Regions from separate parts of the Sus scrofa genome. Here region 2 is linked to region 1. The links are chromatin contacts, called in public Hi-C maps. All regions are on one chromosome and are shown on one strand. The core of a region is the stretch at or near the end of the contact, and the rest is flanking DNA. Distances in the headings are between cores, read along the strand shown.

Region 1 (6,018 bases), core at 2,148-4,647:
AAAAATACACACACACAAGCACACAGTTTTGTTCCTGTGAACCATGATCCCATGTGCCTCTCCCTAGGAGCCACCTTCACTCTCCCCACACTTGACTAAGGGGAAGGAAGTAAAACCTGATACTGACTATCCCTGACAGGGGAGGAGGACTTTGGAGGGCTTTTCAGGATCCTGCTAGCCAGCCTGCTCCCTTCTGTCCTAGTGAAGCCCCTTGGTTGATGGTGCCAATTAGCTCAGGGTGAGCACAGGCAGGTTCTCCCCCTTCCTTCCAGCCTGGAGAACTGTCCAGATGAATCCTGACTGCTTTCCCATCTCTGAATCTCATAAAGGGTAGGAAAGGGCCATCTCCAGCACCAAACTTCCCACGTCTTTTCCCCTTGGCGATATCTTTTCTCCTCCACCTCCAAGTTAGGAGGTTATGGTGAAGTTCTCAGACATTGTCACCGACTTTCTTCTTGCTGGTCAGCTTAAGGTGGGAGTGGGTAGGAGTGCTTGGAAACTGGGACTTCATAGATTGCCACATCATAGATTTCTAGAGCATTTTGCTCTTTTTTGCTAACCATTTCAGAAAAATAAGCTACTTGCATTTACCTGCAGCAGCTAGTTGTTAATATAATGAGGTCAAGTTGGTTTAACAAATCTATCTCAGTGAATAAGTGAAAATCATTTTATATTTTTTAACCTTTTTAAAATTAAAATATAGTTGATTTACAATGTTGTGCCAATTTCTGTTGTACAGCAAAGTGACCCAGTTATACACACCACACACACACACATATATGTACACATTATTTTCTCATATTATCTTCCATCATGTTCTTCCAAGAGATTGGATATAGTTCCCTGTGCTGTACAGTAGGACCTCATTGCTTATCTATTTTAAATGTAGTAGTTTGCATCTACCAACCCCAAACTCCCAGTCATCCCACTCCCTCCCTCAACCCCCTTGGCAACTACAAGTCTGTTCACTATGCCTGTGATATGTTGCTGTTTTTTTTTTTTCTTTTTATCTTTTTACATGATTTTATGTCTCTGTTTTGTGGACAGGTTATTTTGTGCCATATTTTATATTCCATATATAAGCAATATAATATGGTATTTGTCTTTCTCTTTCCAACTTACTTCGCTTAGCAAATTTCTTTCTTTCTTTTTTTTTAAGGGCCACACCTATGGCACATGGAATTTCCCAGGCTAAGGGTAAAATGAGAGCTGCAGCCACCAGCCTATGTCACAGCCACACAGCAATGCCAGATGTGAGCCACATCTGTGACCTATGCTGCAGCTTGCGACAATGCCAGATCCTTAACTCGCTGAGCGAGACCAGGGATTGAACCCACGTACTCATGGATACTAGTCTGCTTCATTACCACTAGGCCACAATGGGAACTCCTGATTTACTTCACTTAGTATGAGAATCCCTAGTTGCATCCATGTTGCCACAAATGGCATTATTTTGTTCTTTTTTTATGGCTAAGGAGTATTCTATTACATGTATGTACCATATCTTCTAATCTATTCATCTGTTGATGGACATTTAGTTGTTTCCTTGTCTTGACTCTTATGAGTAGTGCTGCTCTGAACATACAGGTGCATGTATCTTTTTGAATTGTAGTTCTGTCCAGATATATGCCCAGGGGTGGGATTGCTGGATCATATGCTAGTTTTATATTTAGTTTCCTGAGGAACCTCCATACTGTGTTCCATAGTGGTTCTATCAATTTACATTCCTACCAACAGTGTAGGAGGGTTCCTTTTTCTCCACACCCTCTCTAGCAGTTGTTACTTTAACAGACACATTTCTCTGAATGGTTTAACAGTCTTTTTTTTTTTAATGCAGGGGAAGCTTCTCTCTGCAACTTGACATAGTAAAACTTTTTTCATTGATGCAGTATTAAAGTGAGCAGTTAATCTTAACTAGCGAAGAGAGTCCGAATTCATTTGGGTTTATTTTTTGGGATGTATGTATGTAGCCTTGGAGGGTTGTCATGCCTTAGACCACCACTTGGTGGCTGGCACAATATAGTGTGGATCAGAACCTGAAGAACAGGCAGAATCAATGACAGCCAGTAGCCAGTGATTTCTTCACTATTCAGTGGCAGTAGCAAACCCTTTCACTCCTTATTTACATTAGAAAGAAATTCTGTATACGTTTTTCCTTATTTTTTCTTCCCATAACAGTTTTTCACCATTTGATGAACGGTTTCATCTAAACTTGAATTATTTTGGCATATGTAGCTGGTACTTATGTCATTATGAATAAGATTCTAATTTCTTCTTGATCTCTGATCTTTGCTCATGAACAATATATAAAAATCCTTTGGAATATAGCCTATGGGCCCATATTTGACAACATGTATTTTATACTTATCTATTCTGAATTTTCTGTCTTTTGATGAAAGTACCCCCTTGAAACTGCTTATTTGGGTATTAACAATACTGCAGCATTAGATTCACATGGAGTATCTCTCTTTCACAGCTGATCTAATTCTTCTACTCTGAGTTTAGGCCTTTTAAAATAAAAGAATGATACAGACTATGATCATTATTGATTTCCCTGGAAATCACAAGGCTTTGTTTCCAGATTACACTTCCAAACCAAGATGTTACTTTTTTTACCTGGGTGCAGAAATATGTTTTCTTAATTATTCCCAGGATTAGCTGGAAAAAGATATTCCTTACTTTTTGCAAAAGTTTATTAGTTTCTGCACCAGCCCCAGTACAACAATCCCTGACCCTAGACCAAAAAAAAAGAAAAGAAAAAAAAAGAGAAAAAGCTCTGAACCGGTGAATCCTGAGCAACATTTCATTTAACATTTCAGATCTTTTTATTCTGAGTCAGCAGAGCTGCCTATTAGCTGTCTTTAGGGTATTTGTATTCTGTTTTGTATTTGCATTTGAAACAAAAATATGTTTTGAAGTTAATATGAATATTTTGTTTCTTTTAGTTTTCCTGTTTCTAGTTTACACAGTAATTTGGTTATGGAGAAGTTGAATTTAAACTCCATATGAGTAGAGTGATACGGTCCCTTTTCGCTAACACACCAAAGTAATTTAACTGGAGTTTATAATGCCAATATAATACCATTTAAAGTTTCCAAACATCTCCTTTTATATTAAACCGGACCCCTGTGTTTAACCTACCCCTGCCTACCTGTGGTAGCCCTTGTGGAACTCAAACAAGACAAGTGACTTCATCTCCAATGATCTCTTTGACATTTTCTTCTTAGAAAGCTATATATTATAATCTTTTTGAGGTTTGCAGGTTGAATGAGATTTTCCATTTTAATTGTTTTGATGAAATTTACAGTAGTCTTCTGCTTTGTTATTTCTCCTTTTAGGATGAAAAGAAATGCTGAGAAATAAATAAAGCTTTCCTTTCTGACTTGGATATTTATAATGGGTATCGGGAAGTCTAAGACAGATCCCTGCCTTCTTTCTCTCTCTTGGAGTAAAAGCCACGGTGTGGATACAAGTCAAAAACCTCACGAGACAGATTGCACGATATCTGAGGAAATCCCCCTGCATGGTGGCGAAGATGTTGCATGTAGCAGTTCAGCAGAGATGCCAACAGGAGAGCAGGAGGGAGCTGACGGAGTGGAAGAGATGCCTGAAGAGGAAGCAGAAGAAGAGGTGTTCCTCAAATTTGTGATACTACACGCAGAAGATGACACAGATGAAGCCCTCAGAGTCCAGAATCTGCTGCAAAATGACTTCGGGATCAAACCTGGAATAATCTTTGCTGAGATGCCGTGTGGCAGACAGCATTTACAGAATTTAGACGATGCTGTCAATGGCTCTGCCTGGACAATCTTGCTATTGACTGAAAACTTTCTAAGAGACACCTGGTGTAAGTTCCAGTTCTATACATCTCTCATGAACTCCGTGAACAGACAGCACAAATACAACTCTGTCATCCCCATGCGGCCCCTGAACAACCCCCTGCCCCGAGAAAAGACCCCCTTTGCTCTGCGAACCATCAACGCCCTGGAGGAAGAAAGTCGTGGCTTTCCTACACAAGTGGAAAGGATTTTTCAGGAGTCTGTGTATCAGATACAACAGGCTATATGGAAAGAGACCAGAAATCTGGTACAAAGACAATTGATTGCCTGAGATGGGACATATAACACATGGTGTGCCCTTGTTTTGTAAAGCAAATGGTTTCTCTTCACTTGAGAAAGCAAATTTCTAGGAAAAGTTTAAATGGAAGAGAACCTTGCTCTTAGGGGAAAACTGTAGAGCCCAAGAAAAATAGATTTTTGCAGGACACTCTATAGAATTGAGGTACTTTTGATGTTTCTCTAAACTTGCAATTGTCAGAGTTGCAAAACCTCTGATTCCTCTCACAGCTTTCCTAGTTCAACAAAGGATATTTTAAATTCACTTTTCTTGTATTGAACTTGAACAAGAACTTATATGATAGACATTTAAAAAAATACCATAACACTTTGATTTTGTTCTCAAAAGACACGTTGGCAAAACAATGGCCTTGAGAAATCTGACAGCTCTCCCTGTTGCGGCACCTCTCACGAATGTTGCAGGAAAGCCTTCCCAGTATTGTCGTCCAGAAATAGGGATAGCCAGATTAGTTCATTTGGAATGGTGAGAACTGATAAATGTGAAATGAAAAATAGATGTGAGAATGGTGGGCCTCTTTAAAATAATCCAATCCAATGCGTTTTCCTTTCAGCTGGAATTTGCAAAGTTGGAGGCAGTTCCCACCACTGATTGGTGGCCCATTTAACAATCTTGTGATTAGGACTCCATGCCTGGGGTTGAGATGACCCCTATAGCTGGAAACTCTCCATGTCAGTCTTCATCTGTGACCAGGGCCTTCTGAAAAGGTGTATGTGTCCCTGGCCAGATGTTCTTTAAAACCGGTAACCTCTTCTATGGCAACCATTAAAAATTCATCTCATTCACAATGCTCTTATCATGGAAGTATTTCTCAGATGATCAGTGTAGCCTAACTACTCTGACATACGTACGTGTGTGTATGTGTGTGTGTGTGTGTGTGTGTGTGTGTTTGAGGTCATGGGGGGGGATTGTAGGTTATTCTTGGACGTGGGATAGAAGCAGATGTGTTTTATGGCCTCCTCCCTAGTGTCTCACACTTAACAAGCCAGAAGCCCCAAACCAGACTCACCCACTCCTTTCTTTCCCAGCCCTTCTGCCCCAGCTGAGATTGAGGAGAATCATCAAGCACAGACCAGGGACAGGGCAGAATGTGAATCACATTGTGATGTAATGAGAAAACCATCCAATGGCGGATCAGGAGACCTGGTTCTAGTCCAGTCTCTGTCACTCAGGGTGAGTGTGACCCTGAGCAAGCTGCTTACTCTCCTGTCTGTGAAAAGAAAGGATTGAATTGATGGATCTGGAAAGGCCTTACTCCTCTCCCACAATCTGAACAACTGGAAACCGGAAAAGGGAATAAGCAGAAACATAGAGAATTTTATAATGTGACATATAATCAATGCAAGAGGCTGCCTGTATCTGCTAATAAAGAAGGGATATCCTGTATATTTACAGAATAATTGATTTCTTTTTTTTTTTTTAGGGCCACACCCGCTGCATATGGAGGTTGACAGGCTAGAGGTTGACAGCCACAGCAATGCCAGATCCAAGCTGCGTCTGTGACCTACACCACAGTTCATGGTAATACCAGATTCTTAACCCACTGAGGCCAGGGATCGAACCCACGTCCTCATGGATGCTAGTCATGTTCGTTACTGCTGAGCCATGATGGGAACTCCAGGGATAAATGATTTCTAATGCTCCCCATTTAGAGCTTTCTAGTCACAGAAAAATATTGCAATACATGCTTACTCAGGTATTTTTAATGCCCTTTTTTAGGGACTCTTGAATGAAGACACTCTGCCATATTTGTCTTTCTCCTTATCCCCACTTCTCCGTATCCCCCAGTAACACACTGGGGTTTGCTTCCATCTTTCTGCAATCTGCCTCTTCACAGCCATGAGCCAACATTTTCATAATCCTGCAAGTAAGTCAAACCTTCCT
Region 2 (6,079 bases), core at 1,775-4,274, 44 kb before region 1:
ACTCATAGACTTGGAGAAGAGACTTGTGGTTGCCAGGGGGAAGGGGGAGGGAGTGGGATGGACTGGGAATCTCGGGATAATAAATATAAACTATGGCATCTGGAGTGGATGAGCAATGAGATCCTGCTGTATAGCACAGGGAACTATATCTAGTCACTTATGATGGAACATCATGGACGATAATGTAAGAAAAAGAATATGTATATATATATGTGTGTATGTGAGTGGGTCACTTTGCTGTGCTGTAGAAGTTGACAGAACATGGTAAACCAACTATAATGGAAAAAATAAAAACCATTAAAAATAAATAAATACATAAATAAATAGCTGTACTAATTAGCTAAGCTGGAACTAGTCTTTCCCAGAATTCCATTCCCTACATAGCTGGAAGTTAGTGAGCCACAAGGGACATTTGAAAGATGGAAGTGAGGAAGCAGCAGCGATACTTCTTTATACACCTGAAGCTTCTCTGGCTCTGAGCCAGGAGCATGTTTAATTAACTTTATGAAGAATAACAGCAGCTTTTCCTGCAGATCCCTCATCACTGAAGTTGGAGGTTTAGAGGCAGGGAGAAAGTGAAGTGGGTTGTGGCCCATCCTCACATGCCCTATTTCTTCTTCTACTTCATATCCATCGTTCCTTTTTGACTGTTTTTTCCTGCAGGCTTCAGGCTCCAGAACCAGCCGAAGAAGCAGCAGCCTCCCATAGACTGTTTAACTGGCTCCCACAATTAACAGTCAAATTCATACAGTCAACTCCTTATATGTGTATATCCACATATATTTACCTTATAGAAATATAAAATATATTAATACTCAATATTATATTGAAATAACAGAATAGTATTCTCTCACAATTGTGGAGACCAGAAACCTGAAATTAAAGTGTTGCCGGGGTGGTTCCTTCTGGGGTCTCAGAGAGAATCTGTTCTGTGCTTTTGTCCTAGCTGTTGGTGGCTCTGGGCAATCCTTACTTAGCTTTCCTTGGCTTGTAGATGCATCAGTCCAATCTTTTTCTTTGTATTCACATGGCCTTCTCCCTGTGTGTCTGGGTTTGTGTGTTCAGATCTCCCTGTCCTTTCTCTTATGAGGACACCAGTCATTAGATTTAGGGTGCACCCTAAATCCAGGATGATCTCATCTTGAGATCCTTAATTACATCTGCAAAAAGCCTATTTCCCAGTAAGATCAAATTTACAGGGCCCAGGAGTTAGGACTGGGACATATTTTTTTTTTGGAGGGGTACACAATTTTACCTACTACATATGTCAGCATAGATAACATGTCTTAAAATGACAAAGAGCAGTACTGTCCAAATAAAAACTTAATGATAAGAGTGACATTGCTTTATATTTGTGTGCATCTCTGTAATATCTAGATTTGTACAAGAAGTTGGGTGTTCATCTGTTTTTATATTCAATGTCATACATTCTTTTGGTTGAGATGGATGATGAAAATCAAGCTGCACACAGATAATCTCAGACTCTCTGAAGCGGGTTCACAGGCTCCCAGAGGTCTTTGGGGCACACGTTGAGAACCACTGCTCTAAAGTATATACTTTAAAGCATATGCAAAGTGGAATTCCTAGGCCATATATATATATATATATATATATATATATATATCTCCCCTACTTTATTAAAGCTACACTGTTTTCCAAAGTCTTTGTGCCAATTTACATTTTCACCAGAAGTGTATGAGGGATCTCGTTGCTCTGCTTACTCACCAACATGTGGTATTACTGTATTTTTTAAAATTTGCCTCTCTGGTAGTGTATACTGTTTTGCATCGGGGTTTTAATCTTATTCATTCATTCATTCTTTGTTTGCCATTTGATGTCTGAAGAGGAGGTTTTGAAGAGCAATGTTAGTTGGCAAAAGTCAAGAGTTAGAAAATAGAACTGGTATTCTACTTTGAAATTCAGTCTTCTTTCCAATCGAAGACACACACTAGTTCTTTTTCTGGCCTAGTTCTCAGGAAGATGCAGTCTCCCCCAAATCCCTTCTCCTTGGGGCTCCCCTCCCCTGTAGAAGCTCTGGACACAGCAGGCCAGTGAAGTCCTCCATGCCCCCCCCATCAACACACGTCCATCTCTGCGCTAGCCTTCCCACCACCCCCTCACTTCCTTGCGGGTCTCCTACCTACAGTGCCTCCATTTCCTTCTCATAAAACCATCTACCTACCCTCAGCTGGCCATTCTTAAAGGGCATGAGCCTCACCATGATGACTTATTTTTTAAAAATATAATAACTAATTCGTGGTTCTATACAGAAGAAAATGGATAATTTAAGAAATCAACATCTGTTAGCTACTATTAATATCACTATAATTTTTAAAGCACAAACCAGTGGTGTAATCTCAGACAACTATATTAAAATTTTCTAATCCTGAATTTCCTCACGACTAAGATAGGCATAATAATACCTACCGTATAGAGTTGTTTGAAGGATCTGTGTTTACTACAGTGCGTGATGATAAGCGCTCAAGAGATGTTTTTCATCTCGCAAAAGCTTATCTAGTGCTTACCACATGACAACCACTCTTGTAGGGACTTTTTTCAAATATCGAAGCCTTGTAATAATCCTACAGATGCAAAGACTGAAGCAGGGAGGTTAAGCAACGGGTCCAAGGTCACAGTAAATAGAGTAGAGATTAGAACTCCTGCAGTCCAGCGAGAATTCAGGCTCCTTGCTAAACTGCTTCCCCCCAAATTTGTTATTATGTGTAAGAAAACTCTCTGCGAACCGCAAAGCAAAGCGCTCTACCACCGGCGATCAGCCCCTTAGGGCAGAATGAGCTCTTCTTCACTCTCGGAGCTCCCCCAGCGTTCAGCTCCCACAGAAAAAGAAGCTGCAGGCGGGTAGCTCCTACTGCCAGCCGCCCGCCCAGCGTCGGCAGCAGCCGGCCACACCCCCCGCCCTGGCCCCGCCCCGCCACGTTAACCACGCTGGTCCCGCCCCTCGGCCCAGAAGGCGGGGGAGGCCGAGCTGACGCCTCGCGAGCTTCCACGTACGCACTCCACCGCGTCTCCCGGCGGCGGGGGAGAGCACATCCGGGTCGCTAGAGCAGGTGCCTCAGGCCCCGCCCCTTTACCCCCGTTCTAGTCTGCACTAACAGCCATCTCGGGCCTTTTCCGCTTTTCGTCTGCCGGCTTTATCTCTGTTCCCCAGGTCGTTCTGGGCTCGAGGCCCCAGTTCCTCAGCAACCTTCCTCCGCCCCAGCGACTCGCTTCTCACCCCGAATCTCTCCGAGGCTCGGAGCAACTCTGCTGTGCGTCTTCGCGGTGCCTCCCGGGCTGAGGCCTGCCGCGCTCAGTGAGTCTGTGCAGACCTGACCCCGCGTCTCCCCCGCAGCTCGGTTGAGGCCGCCGCCGCCTCACGATGCCCAGACTGGGCTCTGCGCAGCGCTGGGCGGCCGCCGCGGGCCGTTGGGGCCACAGGCTGCTCGTGCTGCTGCTGTTGCTGGTGCCGGGGCCCGGCGGCGCGTCTGAGATCACCTTCGAGCTGCCCGACAATGCCAAGCAGTGTTTCTACGAGGACATCACGCAGGGCACCAAGTGCACCCTCGAGTTCCAGGTATTACGGGCACAGACAGCCCCGGGCCCCTGTTCGCGGTTCCAGGTCGGGGCTGTGACTGCTAGGTGCCCCTTTCTCCTGTCCGAGTTTCTTCGTTCTTTGGCTAATTCAGGAATCACCCCTAGGTTGCTGATGCAGAGCATTTGGCTTTCGTCCCCAAAACTGTGTGCAAGAAACATTTAAGACCTGAGAGTAAGGCATAGGATGTCCAGAAATACTTTGTGTGGTCGTGTCTTTTGCTTCCTTTCTCTAATGTTCTTCATTTCAAGACCTTTTGAACTTTCTTTTTTAGAAGAGTCTCCTTTAAAAAAAATTCTGTCCTGTTCTCTTCTGTAGTGTCTAACATTCTGCGGTCCATACCTCCACTTTCATCAGATTCGAAGTGCTTTTCAGATTTTCCATCAATATGAGGACTATTGGTTAATGCTCTCTGTCATTGGAAGAGCTCAGTTTCAGACCAGATGACTATCTGCCAAAGGTGTTGTAGAAGGAATCGCTGTGATAAATGACAGGCCCTTTCTCATCTTTGGGATTATATAAAAGTATTGATTTAACAGAATGTATTTTTTTAATTGGTTAGAACAATTTTTTCGTTGTTGTTTGCTGTTGGCCTTAAAATATTTGAACAGCTATTGAGTATTAGGTGCTGGTGATACAGAAGTGATCAGAATAGATAGGGTCATTTTTTTTATTCCCTACCCTCCTACTCTTCATTTCTTAATTAGTACCTGCTTATTCATCAGAGTTGTGTTTTCAAAGCATAGAGTCTGGTCTTTGGACTCTATGAAGGCTTCCTTTAGGAGGTGATTTGAAGCTGAACTGTCAAGGATGAATTGGAAATACTTTGGTAAGGGGGAAAGTGGAGTAGCCTTTGCATGGTCCCATGCAAACTGTGGAAACAGTGACTGGGGAATTTGAGGACCACATAGAGGTCCTATAGAGCTGGCATTAAGGAGCCAAAATAGGGCTGGTTAGCAGGGGCCAGACCATATAGTGCCCAGAAACCAGTGTAAGGATTTGTTTTTTCCTAGGTTGTGAAAGCCGTCATAGGATTATAAGCAGTGCAGTGACAAAATCTAAGTTTTCTTGGTAGTTGTGTAGATATTAACTTGTACAAGTAGAGAAGGTGTTATGGTGTGTTGCAGAGTAATATGGAATACTGATTAGGAAGCTATTGTGGTGGCCCAGGCTGAGACAAGGATGATATAGCAGTGGGGAAGAGGAGTGAAAGGATGGGAGCTATTTAGTAGCTAAAAATCAACAGGGCTTGGTGATGATTTGGCTATAGTGGGGAAGGGAGGGAGGCCAGGGATGACACTTAGACTTGCTTAACTTAATGGGTTAGGACCAGGGGACAGAGAAGATAATAGCCAAAATGGTAATATAAAGTGTCAGTGAAAATGTCGTTTGCATTTAGCAAGGATTTCTTGATTTCTTACATATGCAGATACTGTGTTGGTGGTAAGGATACTACCACTACTCTTAGGGACTAAAAAATGAATGTTTGTTAGGTGGCAGGCAGTATACCAAGCATTTCAAGTTTGTTACTTAATTCTTAGGACAACTCAATCCTAAATAGGTATAATTTTTTTTTTTTTTGGTCTTTTTGCTATTTCCTGGGCCGCTCCCGCGGCATATGAAGGTTCCCAGGCTAGGGGTCCAATCGGAGCTGTAGCCACTGGCCTACGCCACAGCCACAGCAATGCGGGATCCGAGCCGCATCTGCAACCTACACTACAGCTCACGGCAATGCCGGATCGTTAACCCACTGAGCAAGGGCAGGGACCGAACCTGCAGCCTCATGGTTCCTAGTCAGATTCGTTAACCACTGCGCCACGATGGGAACTCCAATAGGTATAATTTTATTCCTTTTTTTCTGATAAAGAAACAGAGGCTTTGGTCAGTTAAGAACCAAAGCACAAAAGCTAGAAGGTAGTAGAGTCAGTCTGGTTGAGTTCTAACTACTTCGTTATACTACCTCCCAAAGACATAGAAGGCTGAACTTGACCTCAGGGTGCTTACATAGATATGTAGACATGCAAAGGTAAATACAGTAATGAAAGTACACACCAGGTATAGTGCTGGCTCAAGATGGAGGATAATCAGGGCAAATTTAGCTGAGGGTCTGATGCTTGAGTTAAGCCTAGAAGGATAAATAGGAGTTACTCTGCAAGGTAGCAGAGGGGAAAAGGACTTCCTCAGCAGATATATTGTGTTTGTGAGACTTAATTCCAGCAATCCTGAAAATTAGCCAAAGCTGGCACTGAAATACACCAAGTAATAGTATTGCTCTGTAACTGTGGGTCTGAGGGCTTTAGGGGTGGTTTGTACCAGTTTGTCATCATTGTTCATTGATAACACTGAGATGGATGGTTTATACCTTGTCTCAGTGAGACTCCCAGAGAGTCTGCTACTGAAAATGATTACACGGTGTAAATACACTTATGTGACCAGCAATGTATAAAAAAACCCAGATAAGACTCTGGGCTTACCGGTTCCAGTGTG

The links. Hi-C and Micro-C count contacts between places; a contact is called where the count stands out from the background.
Region 2: a contact with region 1 is called in a Hi-C map of liver, with 3 times the contacts expected there. The contact joins the promoter of TMED7 here to the promoter of TICAM2 in region 1. A contact is called at or near these places in 5 of 47 Hi-C or Micro-C datasets (alveolar macrophages, heart right ventricle, liver and 1 more) and 2 of 2 datasets of contacts at active chromatin or transcription factors (alveolar macrophages and skeletal muscle).

The regions. Positions count from the first base shown.
Region 1 is chr2:119,758,138-119,764,155 of Sscrofa11.1, reverse strand. It overlaps TICAM2 (toll like receptor adaptor molecule 2), which reads left to right and starts at 3,397. Exons shown (of 1, transcript NM_001204351.1): 1 at 3,397-5,520. The coding sequence starts at 3,397. The coding sequence ends at 4,110.
Region 2 is chr2:119,801,351-119,807,429 of Sscrofa11.1, reverse strand. It overlaps TMED7 (transmembrane emp24 protein transport domain containing 7), which reads left to right and starts at 3,024. Exons shown (of 3, transcript NM_001202540.1): 1 at 3,024-3,574. The coding sequence starts at 3,380.